Linked DNA regions of Mus musculus: region 2 is linked to region 1. Evidence: chromatin contacts called from public promoter capture Hi-C data. All regions are on one chromosome and are shown on one strand. Each heading gives the region's core, a stretch centred on a gene start, on an enhancer-like site or on the middle of the called end of the contact. The rest is flanking DNA. Distances are from core to core; before and after follow the strand shown. Region 1 overlaps Lmod1 (leiomodin 1 (smooth muscle)). Region 2 overlaps Nav1 (neuron navigator 1).

Region 1 (6,945 bases), core at 3,085-5,584:
TTCCCAGAGTGCTCAAGTGGCTTGTTTGTCTCTCCAAAGAGATTTCCTGGTTTCTCCAAAAATGGGGCTTGCAACGAGCTACCCAGGGTGAGTCACCAGACCAGTTGGCAAAACAATGGAGCTGCCCCTCCAAGGACATAGAAAGTCTGCCACATAGACTGCAGGCCCAGGCTGCAACCCTTTCAGGCATCTCAAATGGAAACCAGAACAGCTGGCTTGAAAGGGTGCCAGCAAGGCCGCAGCTCACCTTGCACCTCTCACCAGCCCTAGAATGCAGAGGCTCTGAGGAAGGAGGGAGGCCAGAGAGAGAGAGAGAGAGAGAGAGAGAGAGAGAGAGAGAGAGAGAGAGAGAGCTTTCTCTTTTGGTGCCTCTGGCAGATTTGCCCCTCCAAGCCAGGACACCTCCCCCATTCAACACTCAGTGACTTGGAAATCCTGACTCCTCAAACTTCGAGCAGTCAAGGGTCCCCAACCCCTTTAGCAGAAGGTGCCAACAGATGACATGTTTTAAGAGCTCAGCCACCCGAGCTTGTACATCACATCACTCCTGGTCCCTCCCATCACTTCCAGAGGCAAGGCAGGCACAGATGCACATGGACTCTTGCCTATGTGGCCAACGAAGACCATTTTTCTCAGGATCCCACAGCATCATATACCAGGAGATTACCTGGAAGGTGAATACAAGTTGAATTTATGTTTACATCAACTCCAAGTCTTGTTTTTTTGAGACAGGGTCATCCTATGTAGTCCAGGCTAGCCCTAGATTTGTGATCCTCCTGCCTCTTAAGTACCAAGATTTCAGGTACATACTACCATACCTAGCAGGCTTTAGGTTTTAGATTTATGTTTATTAATTTTTTATTTATGTATATGTGTGTAGGCCTGCCCACATGAGTTCAGGTGACTTTAAATGTAGACAGGTGTAAACTAGCAGCCTAATGTGAGTTCTGGGAACTGAACTTTTAACAAGCTAAGCCATCCCTCCAACTCCTGAATTTTATTTTTTTTTCTATGGATTAAGCTATCCAATGATAATTTTCTGTCTTAGTGAATAACTCAACTTTTTGTTGATGAGATTCCCCCATCATAAAAGTACTTCAGATGTTAAACATCTATTGGAAAAAAAACAGTGACGTTGTTACCTTGTGTCATATTCCAAAGTACTGCCCTGAATAACAAGCCTAGACTGACCCCTTCTCCTGCCAGCCAGAGCTCACCAGGGAGAAAGGGGAGGAGCTTGGGAAAGGGTGGGAAGAGTCCTGCAAAGGCCTAGCGCCTCCAACCTGAGGCAGAGCAGAGCTGAGCTGAGGAGGAAGGACAGGCAGGCCCTGAAAGGGTCCTAGTCAGCACCGGTCAGGGAAGAGGCCAGCTGTCTACATCTGACCCTGAGGGCAGCTGGGCAGTCACTGACATACTTAAGCAAAGAGGTGACCTGAGAGGTGTGACCTCAGAAAGGCCTAGTGGCTACAGTACCCTGTTCCTGGGGACAAGGCTGTCACCCTAACCCTGTGAGAGGAAGGATAGCCTGAACCAAGAGAAGTGTTATGGAACATAATACCTGTATGGCGGAGATGAGGGAATACAGAACTTTGGTATGAAATAGGATGGTTTTCCAGTCTCCTGCCTTTGGACCTCTGGTTGGGCAGAAGGGAAAATGACTACAGAGACCCACATGACCACCAGTTCACCTCTCCTTTTCCAGCAGAGCCCAACAATAGATGTATGGAGGAACCCCACACCTACTGTGTGGGGCACACAGTACGTAGGGAGGCAAGAGCTGATGGGTCCATGCTTTGAGGTACTTAGGGTACACAGACCAAGACGGTCACTAAACTATTAAGTACAAGGTCTGGATCTGCAGTGCCGTGTGGCCCAGAGACAGAGCTTTGTGAGACATTGAAACATAGAATACAAGTGAACAGGGGCTGGAGAGATGGCTCAGGGGGTAAAAGCACTTGTTGCTTTTGCAAGGGAACCTAGATTCTCTTCCTAGCACAGGCATGGTGGTTCACAACCATATGTAACTGTATTCCGGGGGATTCAGAAGTCCTTCCCAGAGATGTGGCACATACATACATGCAGGCGAAACACTCATGAATAAAAAATGAAATAAATCATATATATGATTTATTACATATATGAGATATAGATAGATAGATAGATAGATAGATAGATAGATAGATAGATAGATAGATAGATATAGATATATCTCACACACACACACATGTGACCGAGGGTGGCTAAGTTACCAGGAAAGAAAGTGGGAATGTGAAATTTGATCAGGCAACACTGTTGTTAGTGTATCTATGAGATCGGGGTCAAACTCCCCTACCCTGCGTGGCAAAAGGAGTTCGTCCTCAGCTAGCTGACAATAAAGCCTCTTGCAGTTTGCATCAGGTGTGGTTTTCTCTCGAGTTACTGGGGTGCCAGCCAGCTCATCCCGGGACTTGAGGGGAGGTCTCCCCAGTTTCGGGGGTCTTACATATCCACTAGAGGAAGAGACTCCTTTGAGGGAGGCTGAAGAGGATGCTAAAGCAAAAGAAAACCATGGATGGAGATAGAGGGAAGAATGCATGCTACAAAGAAGATCTGGTCCCTGCCAAATGTTCCCTGTGCAATCAAGGAAGACAAGGAATAAAAGACAGAGATGCTGGGCCAGGGAGAGGTCACCTTGCCAGGTGACCCTGGTGACTGAATCCCATCCTAGGATGTAAAGGTGGAAGGAGAAAAGCTGCTCCTGAAAGGTGGGTCCGCCCTCCATGTGTGCCTTGGCACAGGAGCCCACACGCATCATTCAGATGTGCGCACACTATTAATAGTATTTAAGTAAAATAAAATCTCAAAGATGGAAACCTGCTTTGGCAACAAGAGCGATCTGGCAAAACTAACTTCTGTGGTTCGGTCCCTCTGCCCCCGCCTGGGTGCTGAGGGGGAGACAGGACTGTGTTGGTCTTCGGCGGAAAATGTGAGACTCTCTGAAGAAGTTAGAGGCAGGGTGGATCTTGGATAGAAATGTAGGTTGGAAATAGATTTACAGGGGGATGTGAGCATGTAGAGAGTGAGAGGAGGAGCCAGGAGGGAAGGATTCAGAGGGAGGAGAGATGGTAAGCTTAGCCTGGGTCTCAGGGCAGGAAGAGGGGGAGGGTAAGGGAGGGGGAGAAGGGGGAGGAGAGGATCAAGGAGGGGAATTTGCAGGTGTGACACAGGACAGTAGAAAATCCTACAGCTGGCTTCTTGATCCTTTCTGGACTGCAGAGAAGATTCTCTGCAGGGGATAGAGGGGAATGGGACTAAAGAGGCAATGAGAGAGAGAGAGAGACCCAGCAACTGTGCAGAGATGCTGGAGACCCCCTATGGTCCAGCCAACAGGATGGTTTAATACATCCGATAGGATGTTATTCTGTCTTGAAAGAAAAAGGGAATGATGAGTTGACATTCATGAGATGTCCCCATTTCTTGGGTGATCTCCTCCATTTAGCAGAACGTATGTGTCCTTCTTTATGCTTGCGTCTTAGAGACAGGGTCTTGCTGTGTAGCCCTGCTAACCCAGAACTTGCTACGTAGACCAGGCTGGCCATGAACTTACGTTGATCCTCCTCCTTCCCCAGTGTTGGGATTACAGCTTTTAAGTGTTCCAGTCTACAGATTCCTCAACAACTAGAGTACTGGTGATGAGCTGGGTGAGAATTTAAGACTGAGAAAAGTAAGCTTTCTTTGGAAAGATGACATTTATAGAGTAGTGTTCCAGAGGAAAGCACTAGAAAAAGTCATTAGTGGAGGACAGAGCTGGGACAATGTGATGGTTTGATATGCTTGGCCTGCGGGAGTGGCACTATTAGAAGGTGTGGCCTTGTTGAAGTAGGTGTGTCACTATGGGCCTGGGCTTTAAGACCCTCATCCTAGCTGCCTGGAAGTCAGTCTTTCACTAGCAGCCTCCAGATGAAGATGTAGAACTCTCAGCTCTCCTTGAACCATGCCTGCCTGGATGCTGTCAGGTTCTCACCTTGATGATAATGGATGGAACCTCTGAACCTATAAGCTAGCCCCAATTAAATGTTGTCCTTAAAAGAGTTGCCTTGGTCTTGGTGTCTGCTCACAGCAGTAAAACCCTAACTAAGACAGACAAAGATCTTAGCCTGAAGCTGAAAAACCTATGGTTTGGAAAACAAATTTGGTCTCTTTCCAGCTGTGCAGTCCTTTGGGAAAAGTGGTAAAAATGGAGAATAAAATGGCCGTCAGCTCCTCCCCCGTCTCCCACTTCTGGCCCAGTGGGACAGGCTTCCTTGTTTATTGCATTCCTTTAAGGAACATCAGTGCTGGGCAGTCTCTGGGGACTAGCCTGGCTGGCTTAGCTGCCTCTTGGCTTCTACATCCTTCCTCTGCTTCAGCCGTCTTCAAGGTTACAGGAGAGGGAAGAAAAGAAGCCACAGAAGCAAGAAGGCTTCTCTTTGTGGACTCTAGAAAGTCTTAACACAGGAACCTTGTTCTACCCTCCCACCTGGCATTGATCTAGCCTAGTCCAAACCTAGATGCAACCATTCAGCAGAGGTACAGACTGATCAGGGTCCTTATACCCTGGGCCTTCAATGTCTGTCCTATGGACCTAAGCTTATGGGAGAGCTAGTGGCTGGGCAGAGCCCTGAGTGTCTCTCAGGATGGAGAGGAGTTTCGTTCTCCCCTGGCCCCTCTGCAGGATGTCCTCCTATCTTACCCCTGGCTTGGCTTGCCCTGGCCACATCTACCATACAAGCAGGTCACCTCTACCGGGCCTAACCAGCACCAGAGTAAGGCTTGGGGGTTGTAGCTCTGAGCCAGGACTGTGTTCCCAGCATTTGGAAGGAGGATTTTGAATTTGAGGTTAGCTGGGGCTACATTTCAAGACCCTGGGCCAGCCTGAGAGAGAGCTAATGAACATGTTTTTCCGATCTGTGGCCTCCCCAGGCACAGAGGCATTAGCATTCCGTAGCTTCTGGTAGTCATTGACTTGTATTTCTGGTTCTGAATTTCAAATTTTATTTATTTATCTGTGTCAGTTCTTTAAGAATTTCATTCAGTGAGTTTTGACCATATTCATGCCTCCCACGACTTCTGTCCATCCCTTCTTCCTATCCAGCTTCCTGCCCTCTTTTGACTTTCTCCACCCTTCAGGTCTGATTTGTGCTGAAGGTTTAGCTGACTTTATTTTAGGTGTATGTGTGAGTTGCTGCACGTGCGTGGGTGCACTGTGTCTAAGGAAGTCAGAAGAGAGTGTGGGGTCCTCTGGAGCTGGGGTTACAGATGGTTGAGAGCCTCCACGTGGGCGCTGGGAACTGAACTGGGGTCCTTTGCAAAAGCAATCATCTAACCACTGAACTACTGAGCCATCTCTCTATCCTAAAACCTTAAAAGGAAATCTCTCTTTTTTTTAAAGATTTATTTATTTAAACTTTTTTTTAAAGATTTATTTATTTATTATATGTAAGTACACTGTAGCTGTCTTCAAACGCACCAGAAGAGGGCATCAGATCTCATTACGGATGGTTGTGAGCCACCATGTGGTTGCTGGGATTTGAACTCAGGACCTTCGGAAGAGCAGTCAGTGTTCTTACCCGCTGAGCCATCTCACCAGCCCAAAGATTTATTTATTATTTATTATATGTAAGTACACTGTAGCTGTCTTCAGACACTCCAGAAGAAGGAGTCAGATCTTGTTACGGATGGTTGTGAGCCACCATGTGGTTGCTGGGATTTGAACTCCGGACCTTCGGAAGAGCAGTCGGGTGCTCTTACCTGCTGAGCCATCTCACCAGCCCAAAAGGAAATCTCTTTTATTACATTTTATTGTATTGTATTTTTTAAAACATGGAACAAGTTTGTATGTCATCCTTGCACGGGGGTTTGGGGGGCACTAATCTTCTCTGTATCGGTCCAAGTTTAGGGTGTGCGTTGCTGAAGCGAGCACATTACATTTTATGTATTTGTGTTTTCTGTGTGAACAAGTGTGCTATGTATGGCACACATATGGAGATCACATAGGAAGTCATACAGACAACTTTCAGGAGTTTGGCTCTCACCTTCTTCTACATCCTGAAAATTTTAACTCAGGTCAGCAGGGTTGGGGGCGAGCACCTTAATCTACTTGGCCATCATCTAACTGGCTTCGGGGTTTTTATTTGTTTATTTCTTTTATTTTGTTTTAGAGACAGGGTTTCTCTGTATAGCCCTGGCTGTCCTGGAACTCACTCTGTAGACCAGGCTGGCCTCAAACTCACAGAGATGCTCCTGCCTCTGCCTCCCTAGTGCTGGGAGTAAAGGCACCCCCATGGCCCAGCCAGCACTGGCTTTAGTTTTTTATTGTACAATCTTTCTTTTCTCTGCCCTCTCTCTTCCCATCCCCTTAAAACCGTTTCAAATAGCCCAGGTAGCTAACTTAGAATTTGATATGGAGCTGAGGCTGGCCTTGGATGCCTGGTCCTCCTGTCTCCACTTCCCAAGTGCTGGGGTTTTCGGTGTGAGCCACTGTGTCTGGCCTACAGACTGTCTGGCCTTCATCCCCTACACTAATATCTGGTTTCAGTTAGTGGACATTATTCTCTCAATGCCAGAGTAGATGCTGTGTGCCCATGCTGTGTGCTAGGCAGTCAGTAACTAGTAATGTGTGCCTGGTGGCCCCAATCCACTGGAAGAGACAGAGAGGCTGAGAAAGGGGCTAATGCAAGGGAGAGAGGAAAGGCATCCGTAGGGCAGAGGTACAAGGGAAAGAGCCTGTCAGGGGTGACATCTCCAAAACAGGCCTTGGTTTAGGCTCCACTGACTCTGGGTGATGGGCAGGCTCAGACCCAGTGAAGGTTCACTGGGAAATGCCTGTGCCAAGAAGCAAAGTTGGAGGGGGTGCTGAGAAAAAACAAAAAGGTGAGGCCCAAGAGGGACCCCGTTCCACAGTGGGATCCATCTACCAGGCCTCTT
Region 2 (6,945 bases), core at 1,674-4,173, 110 kb after region 1:
AAGCTGGTTGGTCTGAAAGCAAACCGTGACTGTTAGCACCATGAAGGAGGAAAGAATGAAGGTTAAAACAAACCTACGAGTCAAGAGATCTGAAAGCCAAAGGCTGTAGACATTTGGTCAATTCTGTACATTACTGGGGTCTCTAGAGTCTTGGGGACCTATTCATCTTGGGTGCTAGAAACACTGCCCAAATCCCATGGCAGGGAAAGGAGGCTGTAACAAGGAGATCTTTACTTTTCAAAGGAGGGAAAAAAACACCAGAGTTGCTTGGGAGTTGGTGGCAAGGCCAGAAAGAACAGAGGCTCCAAGGTACTCATCGGAGTGTTCCAAGCTCTAGGTGCTACCCACTACGCCCACTCCCATGGCCAGCGAGGGTAGCGATGATAGGTACCCATCCCCATCCAGTTACCCAACCAAAGGAGGTCCGAGGGAAGGTGGAATGGGGAGGGGGGCTCCCGGGGAAAGGACATTGATGGTCTCACTGAGGGGCAGGGCTCACGGGAAGGGGCATTAATGGTCTTACTGAGGAGTAGGTAGAAGAAGCACTGGAGGCCAGAGACAGCACCGAGCCATGAACTGAAAGAGAAGGAGAGCACAGAAGGTTAGCAAGGGGCTCCAGGGCCCAGAAGTTCCTGGGAGGAGCCTAAAGCAGGAGTCTGGACTCAGACTCCGGAGGGCATCTGGAGCAAACAGAGCGAATAACACAGGGCACCAGTTCATATCCCAACAGCCCACAGTAGGCGAGAATCCGAGGATATGGTCCTGAATACAGACAGCCTCCCCTTTTCATCTATTTTCCCTGACAGCCTGGGCCTTGGTAGTCTCTCGCTCAACCTCCCTGAGGAGCATGGGGGTCCAGAGAGAGGGAAAGGAGATTTTCATGGGTAGTCAGCATCTGGTCTGCTCACCCAAGAAAGCACTTTAAGCTGTAGAAAGGGATGAGTTCCTTGTCAGAGCTGCTCAGAACCAGTACCACAATCCCGCCCGGGCCTCCTCTCCTCAGCCTTGTAGTGCTAGTCTAGGAGCCTGAGGACCACTCAGGTCGGGGGAAAAATTAAGTGGTGAACACAGCAGAACCCACTGCAAGCACTAACAGAACCCACACATATCAGGGATGCGCCCTGAGAAGAATAATGGAGGTCTCCTGAACCCCATGGCCAGGTCTCCCATTAACACCCAGATTAACACCAACAATCCCAGGGCCAGCCTGGGAGCTAGTCTTTGGAGCATTCTAGAAAGAGGGCTGAGATGCCTAGTTGTTTGTATGGATTTATGAGCTACCATTTTTTTGTCCCCGTTATCTCTTCTGAGAGACTGTGGAGAAGAAAGACCACTCTTAGAACAGGGAGGACAGCTCTAGTCTCAGAGCGCCTGAGGAGTCACATCCAACCCTTCCAAATCTCGATTTCCCTTCCCTGGGCCCCACTGGTAGATGCTCCGACCCCAGACCCCAGTGCTAGGTGGTGCCACCCAAGGTTTCTGGGCCCCCAGACCCTTCAAAGTTATGGGAAGACAGAACTGAAATGGCCCAAGTTGATGTCCTGTGAAATCTATGTATGTGTGTGGTGGTGGCAGTGGTGGCAGTGGAGGTGGCGGTGGGTGAGGGGACCCAGCAGAGCTGGAATGAGCGTGAACCGCGCTAGCACGAAGTCTCACCATCATCCGTGGGGTCTCGGAAGGATCCTGACCGAATCATTCCCTTGGGTCTCTCGGCCAGGGACAGGGTGCTCCCCATTTGGGAGCCGCTGTACAGCTCGAAGGCCGCCTCGTGGGTGGGGATGCTGTTGGATCGGGTGATTCTTGGCGTGGTGGCCGCAGTGGGACTCACTGGAAGGACAGAGGGGAGGGGGAGGGGCGTGGGAGGGGGAGGCAGGAAAAGAGGCAGGGTCATCAGCTCTCTGGTCCCTTGTGGGGACGGAGCAGGAGTCATTGAAAGGCAAACGGGAAGAAGGGAGGAGAGGAAGGAGCAGTAGGTGGGGCCGTGGGGGTGTGCAAGCAGCTGGAGGTTAGGAGTGGCCCCTCCTGGGAAGGTTGGGCCCTGATGGAGAAGGACTCCATGGTCTGTACTAAGGATCTTCCTTGAATGCTTGACTGCCTTGGAGTGGTTGCTTTTGAAGGTTAGGCTGGGGGCCTGGCCACTTTCCCGAAACCTTCACATCACCAGGATGTGCTGATGAAAATGGGATGTGCGGTTCTCAAAAACACAAGCTGTCTTAGGGGTGGACTGAGAACTCAGACCAAGACTCAGATCCAAGTGAGGAAACAAACCAGGCTTCAGAGAGGCTACGGAATCCACACCTGTGAAATGGGTCAACCACAGAGGCCAACCCCACTTTCCCTTGCTAGATGGATGCCTTTCAGGGGTCAGAGCCTGTGGTGTTCCCCTGTCGGACCTCTTGCCTCCATGCAGGTATGTGGGTGTTCACCCTCCCTGCCTACAAAGACCTGGGGAGAAGAAGTCACCCCTCTGTCTTGGCCCTCAGGAACTAGTAAGATCGTTACTGTTTAGCCCAGTCCCTCATTCGACAGCATGAATGGCTTTTATTCTTGTTTGGCCTTTAATGGAGACAGAAAACAGGCTGATAAGCCCACAGAAGCCAAATGACTCTTCCTTAGGCATAAAGGACCCCCATTCCTAGTTTTCTTCAAATTCCCCACAGTCCCTGCATCGAAAGATGTTACAAGTCCTCTTTGGGGAAAAAACAAAACAAAACAAAAACCAACCCAAAACCTGCTTCCCCCCTCCCTACCCCCCTTAGTTGAGAGGAGAGATGGACTTAAGAGATACAGCAAGCAAATGGCAGGTCTACTCCAGACCTAGTCTAAAGAGATTCCTATTAAACCAGTCATGGCACAGTGCTTCCCAGAACCAGGGCTGGTGTGGGCCTGAGCTGGAGCCAGCCCCTCCTCCTGTAGCCTGTTTTCCCATCCCGTCTGAGTCACAGAGCCACTTCCTTCTCTCCAAAGGCTTTAAAGAGGGTGTGGTGTGTCTAGGGCGTGTCTTAGTCAGCCTGCCTTTAGGGCTGAGATAGCCTGGGCTCAGCCCGAGCAGTTGGTAGAGCTGGACTTTTCTGGTGACAGACTTCACTCTACAATCAACCCTTGTCTGTCTTCAGCTCACCAAACCCATAGGTTGGTATTGCCCTCCCAGCAGCTGCCCGGGACAGTACTGTCATGGACTTTCTTAAGCTCAGGGTCTTAGTGTATGGATTGCCCTGCTTGTCATTCAGACCCTCTGATGCCATCAGGACCCTATAGCTGTGTCCAGGGACAACCTTTTAGTCTAAGACCTTGGAACACTTTGCCTTCATCTTTAGTTTGGGTTGGTAAACTGAGGCACCATGAAGCAACCCCACTACAACAGGAGCCAAAATGCCTAGTTGTTTTGCTGCCTCACTCACTCTGCAGGGTGAGCCCCGCCTCATCTCTTGCCACAGTGAATGACTGCAGATACTGACCTATGTTGGTAAGCTGGCCCTTTGCACTCAAGGACATGGAGAGAGCAGGGGGGGATGGCAGCTCTGCCTGGTCGTCGGATTCTGGAAGCCCACCGGCAGTGTGGGAGTGCCGCCTCTCCTTGGTCTCCTCCTGGGACTGAAGCTGGTACCTGAAGAAGTAGCAAAGAGACACAGTCTGAGCTGCTACAAAGTGACATCAGAGGTTTGGCTGTGTGAGGGATGGCTAAGCTAGGGGTAGGAGGGGACTTTGGAAGAGGGACAAGGAAAAGGAGGATCGGTCGGAGGCAACCCAGGATTGTCCCCTGAAAGCTCCTGAAGGGGACAGGGTGGATGGAGGTTTTAGAAATTCCTCCACAGAGCAGGGCTCTATGGTGCCACATGGAGGCAGGTGACACATGTCCCCATGTATCCAAGTCAGTGGTATCTGACAGTGGAGGATCCACACCCCCTGTCCCTTGCCTATGTGCGTGGTCTCAGAAGTCCCCTGTGAGGGGATGAACTGCATCGAGGCAGTTCATAGGGCTGTGGTAACTTTGGACAACTGTGGTGGTTTGAATGTAAATGGCCCCCCAGAGGCTCACAGGGAGTAGCACTATTAGGAGTGGCCTTATTGGAGTGGGTGTGAAGTTGGAGGAAGTGTGCCACTAGGGGTAGTCTTTGAGGTCCCAGATGCTCCAGCTAGGCCCACTGTGGCTCACTTGGTTTCTAAGGCCTGCTGAACTCTCTGCTCCTCCTCCAGCACTATGTCTGCCTGCATGTTGATATGTTTTCTGCCTTGATGATAATGCACTAAACCTCTGAACTGTAAGCCAGCCCCAGTTAAATGTTTTCCTCTATAAGAGTTGCTGAAGTCACAGTGTCTCTTCACAGCAATAAAAGCCTGTATGCAAATTCACTTGTTCCCTGACACCAAAAAGAGTCACTTGCTATAATAGCTAACACAGTTGATGGTGAGTTCGCAGTGGGCTTGGGTGGCATTTTTTAGGACCGCATACAAATGACTGTCTAAAAAGGCCACTAAATTCATCCATGGGACCGTGGGTTAGGTTGGGTTGGGATTTTATTTTATTTATTTTTGCAACCTACCACAATTGCCTCTGCCTCCCATATTCTGGAATTAAAGCTGTGTACCACCCAGCTAGAACTTTTTTAAACAGGCCAGGAGTCTCATATATATATATATGAAAAACAAAACCCCACACATTTGAGGGTTACCTGAGCCCTTTCTTGGGGAGGGTATTCCGATCTCGCTGACTGCTGTGGAGAGAAAGAGGAAGGCAGGTGAGCCTATTTTGGAGTTTGGGGGGGCATAAGTTTGAAGGGTCTATCCTCTGGGGACAGGACAGCAAACTATGAAAGTCTGTATGAACAAATAATAAGACAGTCACAATCAAATTCTTGATTCAGAACTTGGGAAATATTTGAAATGGTACATGCTTTCTTTCTTCCTGTTAGGCGTTAAGGTGTAGTTAGCTGTTTAAAATGTCCAACTGTGGAAGGTGAGAACCAGGATATGATGTAACAGAACCAATTTTGCTCTTAAAAGCAAAAGTCAGAAGATGAACAAAACTAATTATGAGACTTCGGAGATGTCATTCTAACTTTCTGTAAAGCTTTCCTTATGTACAAGATGAGACCAAAAGTAAGACACCGTACGTTTCTCAGGGAGTTACAAAGGAATTAAATTATTGAAAATGTGAAAAAGAAAAAAGCATAAAAAAAAAATCGGGCTGGTGTGATGGCTCAGCGGTTAAGAGCGCTGACTGCTCTTCCAAAGATCCTGAGTTCAAATCCCAGCAACCACATGGTGGCTCACAACCGTCCGTAACAAAATCTGATGCTCTCTTCTGGAGTGTCTGAAGACAGCTACAGTGTACTTACATATAATAAATAAATAAATAAATATTAAAAAAAAAATCAAGCGTCGCAAATGGAGGGACCTGCTAATGGCCATGTGAGTCTGAGGCAGGCTCAGCTCCGGCTCCACATACCTGTCCAATTGTCCAGCCCTGGGGCTTCCACTCCAGGGCAGCTCTTCTGTGTCTTCCTCTGATGGGGCAGTAGGTGGGGTAGGGATGGGGGCGCTGCTGGGGAAGGCACTGGGCAGGCTCATTGGCATCTGGAGGGACTCCATGCTCCTGTGCAGGCCTGAGAGTTTGGGGTACATGCGGGTCTCCTTTGGGACACTGAAACCACTCATTAGCTCCAGGCCCTGGGAGAAGCTGGCTGAGTTAATATTGAGGATGGGTGCTGGGCTGGGAGTGAAGCAAGAAGGGAGAGGGCCCCCAGTTGATGAGCTCGGAGCATGCAGATCTGGGACCTTGGAAGCATGGGTGTCGCTGGAAGATGGTAGATCCAAACTGTTGGAGTTGACTTTGTCTAGATTGGCTAGCGAGGGTGGCTTGACAAAGCTTTTAGCTGTGGCCCTGAGAGGAGTGAAGATGAAATACAATATTTAGAATAACAAATTACAGGGCAACAGGCAATCTTTTTCTAGTTCCCTTCTTTTCTGGCTGCCTATGCAGCTAAAGGTTTACGCTGCTGCTGCTGATAAACCAACTGGAAGGAGATTCAACACCTGACTTATAGCATCTTCAATCGTAAGGGAGACAACACGTGCATCTGGGGAATGTGCGGCTGAACACAGCAAAATCACATGCACGGGTACTGAAGACACACGGAACAGTAGAGACAAGGTGAGTTTTCAAGCAGAGAGAAGAAATGGTAGAAGAGGGAGGAAGGATCCAAACAAAGGTCTAGAGACGCAACGGATAGGCCATGCCACATCTAGTTTAAGGCTGGAGACACAGGGGAGGAAGTCATTGCCCAGTGTGGGTACCTGAGAGGGGTTGGTGGCAGCTCTGCTAACTTGGTGGCTGGAGGGTGGCTTGCTTGGTTCTTGGGAGTGCTTTCTGGGGAGCCTATGCTCTTCAAGGAGATGTTGTCTGAGTCCAGGGCCACAGCCTTGGCTTTGGCCTTCTCCTTTTCCCGATCTGTCTGATTGACAGGGGCTGGAGTGCTCCGACCACTGGCGACCTTGGAAGGTTCCTTCAGTCTGGAGGGTGTAAGGCCACCCTGCTTGGTGCTGAGGAGGCTGGGGTCAATGCTGCTGCTAACAGGCCGAGGTCCACCACGCCCAGTCACACTCATAGAACTGGACTTGGCTGGCCTGGGTAGGCTGCGATACTGGATGTTGGACCGTGCTCCAGGGGCGAGAAATCCGGGCTCTACACTGTTGGACACGTCTAAACTCGTCTTGCGCCCGTTTACTGGCTTCACAGGGATCCCTGAGGACTTCTGGATCTTGCTGAGGGTGGCTGAGCTACCGGTCTGCATGACAGTGGCTGTGCCAGTAGCAGGGGGAGGCTTCTTATAACCAAAGGATCCTGAAGTAGAGGGCCGAGCAATGCCTGAGGGGGGCTTCTTAGCATCACTCAGGCGGTCCCGGCCAGCATCAGAAGAGGAGCGTTGTAGCCCAGTGTTCTTC

Evidence for each region. Capture Hi-C pulls out chosen DNA fragments and counts their contacts.
Region 2: a promoter capture Hi-C map of adipose tissue shows a contact between it and region 1. The contact joins two enhancer-like sites. A contact is called at or near these places in 1 of 39 promoter capture datasets (pre-B cells), 2 of 115 datasets of contacts at active chromatin or transcription factors (embryonic stem cells and pancreatic cancer cells) and 2 of 9 other capture datasets (adipose tissue and liver).

The regions. Positions count from the first base shown.
Region 1 is chr1:135,347,882-135,354,826 of GRCm38.p6, forward strand. The region is part of intron 1 of Lmod1 (leiomodin 1 (smooth muscle)); the gene reads left to right. Among named protein-coding and RNA genes, the nearest start is that of Shisa4, 24 kb to the right of the region's middle. Within about 2 kb of position 4,335, at least 27 of the 459 cell types and tissues checked have an H3K27ac peak or open chromatin away from gene starts, as enhancers often do. A contact at or near this core is called in adipose tissue, where this site is marked.
Region 2 is chr1:135,464,183-135,471,127 of GRCm38.p6, forward strand. Nav1 (neuron navigator 1) reads right to left here. Exons shown (of 30, transcript NM_173437.2): 6 at 6,298-6,945; 7 at 5,450-5,884; 8 at 4,674-4,715; 9 at 3,459-3,607; 10 at 1,657-1,827; 11 at 524-576. Among named protein-coding and RNA genes, the nearest start is that of Mir1231, 13 kb to the left of the region's middle. Within about 2 kb of position 2,924, at least 94 of the 459 cell types and tissues checked have an H3K27ac peak or open chromatin away from gene starts, as enhancers often do. A contact at or near this core is called in adipose tissue, where this site is marked.